2 separate regions of the Mus musculus genome follow, and region 2 is linked to region 1. Evidence: chromatin contacts called from public HiChIP or PLAC-seq data. All regions are on one chromosome and are shown on one strand. The core of a region is the stretch at or near the end of the contact, and the rest is flanking DNA. Distances in the headings are between cores, read along the strand shown. Region 1 has its middle 5.8 kb from the start of Gm14170. Region 2 overlaps Dlgap4 (DLG associated protein 4).

Evidence for each region. HiChIP or PLAC-seq counts read pairs in DNA pulled down with a chosen protein or histone mark.
Region 2: a contact with region 1 is called in an H3K4me3 HiChIP or PLAC-seq map of embryonic stem cells, with 2.1 times the contacts expected there. The contact joins two enhancer-like sites. A contact is called at or near these places in 14 of 39 promoter capture datasets (the 3T3-L1 cell line, 3T3-L1-derived adipocytes, the C10 cell line and 8 more), 8 of 484 Hi-C or Micro-C datasets (the G1E-ER4 cell line, cerebellum, embryonic stem cells and 1 more), 4 of 115 datasets of contacts at active chromatin or transcription factors (bone marrow-derived dendritic cells and embryonic stem cells) and 1 of 9 other capture datasets (embryonic stem cells).

What each region holds. Positions count from the first base shown.
Region 1 is chr2:156,405,663-156,408,675 of GRCm38.p6, reverse strand. No RefSeq gene overlaps it. Among named protein-coding and RNA genes, the nearest start is that of Gm14170, 5.8 kb to the right of the region's middle. Within about 2 kb of position 1,580, at least 60 of the 459 cell types and tissues checked have an H3K27ac peak or open chromatin away from gene starts, as enhancers often do. A contact at or near this core is called in embryonic stem cells, where this site is marked.
Region 2 is chr2:156,689,427-156,692,439 of GRCm38.p6, reverse strand. All of the region lies in intron 2 of Dlgap4 (DLG associated protein 4), which reads right to left. Among named protein-coding and RNA genes, the nearest start is that of Gm34111, 17 kb to the left of the region's middle. Within about 2 kb of position 1,414, at least 11 of the 459 cell types and tissues checked have an H3K27ac peak or open chromatin away from gene starts, as enhancers often do. A contact at or near this core is called in embryonic stem cells, where this site is marked.

The DNA.
Region 1 (3,013 bases), core at 331-2,830:
GGTGTGCGCCACCACGCCCGGCCCTACCTTCCTTCTTAATCTCCATGACTCCTTTCCTCTCTCCACACCACCCAAGACCTGTCAATGACACCCATGGTCGTTCAGAGTCCCTCTCTGTGGGAGCAAAAGTAGAATAAGACAAATCCAAATCCCACAGCTCCTAGACCTCATTACAAGAAGCCCTCGGAGTGGGTTGGGAAGGCGAGGGGGGGCACTGGAGAGGGAGGAGATCCCAGCAACGGAGGGAGCAGAGGCTGCCTAGCGACTGCTGGCGAATCCCCGGAGCATCCACAGTGAGCATGCCAGTCACCTGCTTCCAGCCCACTCACTCCTCCCTTTCTTCTCAGTGATCAAAGAATTGGGGTGGGGTGGGGGAATCAGGATTGCAAAACTCCTTGCTAGCTATCTATCCCGCCTCTGTGATTGTGCATTGAGAAGCTGGGGCAGAGAAAAGGGAAGCCGCTGGCTGATATCATCCAGAAAGTGGCTCAGCAGGGACTGGAATCCAAGCCTCTGACTGCTCCTTTTTTGCTTGGTTTAATTGTTCGTGGGTTGTTGTGGTGGTGGTGGTGTGTGTGTGTGTGTGTGTGTGTGTGTGTGTGTGTGTGTGTGTGTGTGTGTGTGTGTGTGTGTGTGTGTGTCAGAGGACCCCTTCAGGGAGGTAGTTCTCCCTTTTTGGTTTGTTTTGAAGCAGGGTTTTTCTTGTTCCCTCTCCTCCAGTGAATACTCCAGCCCAGCTCTCAGATTCCCGCCCCACCCCTCCCCTCTCGGAACAGTGGGATTAGAGATGTACACTAACTAGCACATCTGTCTTTCCACACGGGTCCTGAGTAGTTCAGCTTGCTCAGCCAGTGGTCCTACTCTCTAAGCCACTTCCAGCCCATTTTTTTTTGGGGGGGGGGTTGTGGATATCATCTTGTGACACAGCCTAGCCTCAACCTCACAGTAATTCTGCCCTCACCTGCCAAGTGCTAGGATTATGGATTGCGGGTGTGCCACCACCACACCTGGCTGGGGGTTCTTCTTTCACTACCACATTGGCAGTACACTGGTGGCCCGCTTTCTCTGACTCCTACTACGGCAGGCTTGGCATTCCATGTTAAGATTCCCCATCTTTTTACTGGGTATAGGAGTCCCTAAGGTTTGGATGAAAGGGACAAAGCGTAACATTCTATGCTAGCCTGGGAGCCTCCTGGTTCCGGGCTGATGAGGAACGTGTCCCCTGGCCTGTAGAGGCGGGAAAGAATCCTCTTTGGAGAATCTATAGTAAGCAGCCTGCAGAGTGTTAAAGCAGGCTTTGGTTCAATGGACCATCCTTGTGGGACCCCCTCCTCACTCTCCCGGCCTAGCTGGCAGCCTAGAGGCCCTGCCTCACCTCACCAGCCTCCAGCTTGAAGCAGAGGCCACCCAGGCACAGGACAGTCCAGAGCTGCTGCTGGAGGCTGCCGGAGGCAGGGGAGGGAAAGGTTTCCAGAGTCTCCTCTTTCAATCCACTCCCTCTCCTCCACAAAGGGCCACTGTCTGAGCACAGAGGGACCCTGGAAGGAGGCCTCCCAAGGTGCTCAGCAACGGGGCTGGGTTTCATCAAGTCAGGCCTCTGGGCCAAGTAAACATCAGGGAAGGGACAGGCAGAGCAGTTTCTGCAGACTAGCTCCCCTCCACACCCCCACCCCCACCCTCCAGGCAGCTCGGGGGCATGCTCACAGAGCATCCTGAGACAATAGGGACAGCTACGGGCTATGGTCCTCTACAAGACCTGATACCTGCAGAACTGCAGAGTCAGAGATAAGGAGCCAGCCCTTTCTGGCACTTGCCATTGCACAAAGCACCATCCTGCAGGTCTTGCCAAATGCAAAGGTTTCTCCATGAATGTGTTGCATTAGTTCAGAGATGGGAAAAAGTTTTGTGTGTTGGAAAAATCAGGGTATACTTCTCAGAGAGAGAGTGGAACATAACCTTAGTCTTCATAAATGACAAGAAGAAGGAAGGCATCCCAGGCAGGCTGCGCAGGCGAGACGCAGCATCGAGAAAGCAGGGGCACTCTTGGTCAGAGGTGACCCCAAGTTAGAGAATTCTCATAGGGAAGGGCAAGAAGTTAGTCTAAAACTGGGAATTTGGTTGGGAATTAAGCCACAACTGGTCTGAGCCAGCTGAGGAGTCCTAAGCAAAACAATTAATGAGGAGAAGGCAGAAGTTTAGAGAATGTAGGGTGCCCTGAAAGAGCCCTGGACTGACCCCCATGCTTCTCTGGAGAGCCTGGGTCTAGCTATGTCCTCTCTGAGGCAATGGACTCTCACTAAGGCTTGGCTTCTTCATCTTTAAAATAAAAGTGTTCAAGACTGGGAAAATGCTCAGGGAGGTGCTTGCTACACAGGCGTGAGGCCTGTTCAGGTCCCCAGCGCCCATGAAGATGTTTGGGCATGTCGGGCATGCCTGTAATCCCAACACAGGTGTAAGAAATAAGAGGATTCAGGGTGCGGGGGTGCGGGGTGTGGGGGTGCGGGGTGGGGTGGGGTGGGGTGGGGGGGTGTCTTACATTTAGGTTCAGGGAGAGGGCCTGTCTCAAAAAAATAAGGTGGAGAGTGTTTGAGAAAGACACTTGACGTGGACCTCTGGCCTCTGTAGTCATGTACATACATGAATATATAACATGTAAACACCACACACAGAAACACACAGACATAAAAATGAAAACATAAAAGTAGGGGTTGGCTCAGCAATTAAGAGCATTTGCTGCTCGTGGGGAAGGTTCCCGGCAGCCAACCTAACAACCTTTTGTCTGCAACCCCAGTTCCAGGGCATCTGATGCCCTCTTCTGAATTCCACAGACATCAGGCACATATGTAGTGCACACACCTAATACATGCAGACAAAACACACTCATACACATAAATAAATCTAGTCAAACAAACAAACAAACAAACAAACAGTAAGAGGGTTCAGGGGTTAAGAGCACAGCATGCATGAACCTGGGTTTAGTCACCAGTGCCAAGAAAGGTGAATAAAAGAGAAA
Region 2 (3,013 bases), core at 165-2,664, 280 kb before region 1:
AGCTGGATTCCCACACAGCCCTTTGAGGTCTGTCTCCAGAGTGAGAATCAGGCACAAAAAAAAAAAAAAGATATTTACAAGGCCGCACAAGGCAGGGCTAAGATTTGAACCCAGGCACTCCCCAGCCCACTCTTCATGCTGCCCCTCAGGTTTCTAATTTGCCACCATTTCCCAAAGCCTCTGGTTGGTGCCACGCTCAGGGGACACTATCTCTAACTGCCTGTTCAGCAGGCAAGACGTCACCAGGTTGGCCTGAGGGGTTTGGAGAAGGTGGCACAGGGGGCCTGCTGACCTGCCCTTTGGCTGAGAGCTCTGGCTAAGAGTAGGCAGACCCTGGAGGCTCGTTTCACTCTGCCCTCTGCTGAGGGCGCATCCTGGAAGGTCAGGCTGGCAAACAGCACAACAGAATGGTCAGAACGCAGCCACCGCCAGCACATTTAATTCAATTCCTCCAGCCTTTATGGGGCCTGCTCTGACTCACACAGTCGCTCAAGCCTGTGGTCAAGTCCGAGAGGCAGAAATACACACAGCAATTAGAAAACACATAAACACACATCCCAGGGAGTGTCAAAGCTGGGGCGCAGCCCAGGGTGGGGAGAGATTAGTAGTTACTGGGGCGATGAAAGGGCTCCCTAGAGGAGAGCGCATGCCAGCCAGCCAGGTCTCTGAGGGTCAGTAACATCCAATGTGTATGTGTGTCTGTCTGTCTGTGTACATGTATGCAAATGCTATTCAGCTATATATGTGTGGAGGCCAGCAGTCAAGCTCATGTACGTACCTTAGGTACCGCTCACTTGGTTTTTCTTTCTTTCTTTCTTTCTTTTTTTTTTTTGAGACAGTGTTTCCCATGGACTTGGACCTCACCAAGCACACTAAGCTGGCTCAGCAGCAAGCCCCAGGGATCTATTTGGTCTCTGTCTCCCCGGTGCTGTGATGATAGGTGTGATGATAGGCCTTTTATATGGGCATTGAGGACCAACACACACACACACACACACACACACACACACACACACACTCACACATCTCCCAATCTGATGACCACAGCATAACAGGCACTGAGCCACAAATGTCTAGCTGAACTGCTCTGAAAGTCCAGGACCACAGAAACCACGAGGTAACAAACATTTACTGAATTGGGGGAGGGGGGACAAAGCAATAGATAATCACTGCCTATTTCGGAAAAAGTGTTGATGGGTGGGCGGGCTCAGTACTTCCCTAGCAGTTGCCCCCCCTCCTTGCAACTCAAGCTCTCTGGAGCCCCAGCTTGGCCCTCTGGGGTCACAGAGAACATGGGTTCCCTCCGTCCTGGGCCAGCTACAGCAGAATTGCATCCTGCTGTGGTCTGAGTGTGTCTGTCCTCCAATATCCACTGGAATGTAATGGCCATTGTGATGCTATTGAGAGTAGGTCCTAAGGCTGGACCACCTTTGTGTGAACTCACTTGCTTGCCCTTGCTTGCCCTTGCTCCCTCCTCCTCCCTTCACATTAGCCCTCAAACTCGATCCACTAGTTTAGGTCCTTACCAGGGGTTGCCCTTTGACCCTGAACTTCTTATCTCCTCAGAACAGTGAGCCAACACACTTCTACTTGTTAGAAATGACTTAGACTGGAGTCTGTAAAGGGCTTGCCATGCACAAAGCCCTCCCAGCACTGGAAGTGTGTGGCCCAGCAAGGTGGTGTACACCTTTCACCCCAGCATTCAGGAAGCAGAGACAGGCAGATCTCTGTGAGTTCCTCTGGTCTACAAAGCTAGTTCCAGGACAGCCAGGGCTTGTTACACAGAGAAAGCCTGTCTCGAAAAACTACAACAACAAAAGCAAACAAAAGTAAAACAAAGCGTCGCTATCCCAAGTCTCCCAAAGCGAAGGCAGGAGGCCCTCAGAGTCGTGGCCAACGTCTGTTTCACAGTAAGACCCTGTTTCAAAGGCTGGGGAGAGATCTTGGTGGTAGAGCGCTTGCCTAGCCCTGGCTTCTATACCCAGCACAGAAGAAGAAAACAATCGCCCAGGAACACCTCTGGCTCCTTCTTGGAGCTGTACAACCCTGAGCAGAGCTATCTTCCTAATCCTTCACCGTCCTGTGCTCCCTCCTCAGGCTACTCCGAGCTTCTGCAGGACAGGGCACTCAGTCAGCAGGATGTAAATGAGTTACTGTGTGATGATCCATCCCTGTTACATAGGCCCTCCAGTCACCGGACACATTGGCCCATGTGACAGATCTGCATAGGTTCCATTTTACAGAAGGGGAAACTGAGCCCACAGAGGTGATGGGGCTTGCCTTCGCGTTCATTTTGCAGCTGGGCATAGTTTCTCAGTCTGTAGGACTTTGGTGTAGCAGAAACCCTCACTGTGGCCTTGACTCCAGTCATGCTGAGCTTCCTTGTTCTTTGAGCTCATAAGCACTTTGCTACCTCAGGACCTTTGCATGTGCAGAGCCAGGTTCTTAGGATACTTTGCCCAATTCATAGGCTGGTACAAGCACCACCACTTTGGGGGTACAGAGGCCATTGACCCTGTACCTGCATGGAAGTTCCCTTCTCTTCCCCACATAGCACAGCTCACCTATGTCTGATGTGGTCTTTGTGTCCATTCCTATTCCCATACCTTCTGGGCTATGAGCCCTGAAAGTACGTTTGGATTGTTCTGTACAAGGCTGTGTCCTCAACACCAGTGCCATGCTCAGTGTGGCACAAAGGAGCATGGACTTCCCTGTTCAGCCCAGGTCATGGGGGTGGGGGGACCAGGATGGGAGCTATAGTGATATCTGGGAGGCAAAGAGACTGCCTGAGGACCCACTAGCCTAAGGGGTGCAAACTGGACTACCCCTCCTCTATGGGGACATGTGGCCCCACCTGTTAGGGAGGTGCTGGCTGCCGCTCGCTAGTCTTGCTCCAGCTGCTGACATAGAATGAAATATTCATCCAAGGCCGGAGATTCGCAGAGTATGTTTAAGATGGATCGCATTCGCATGTGCCTATGAAATCTAATTGGATTCATCGTAGGGCATTTGG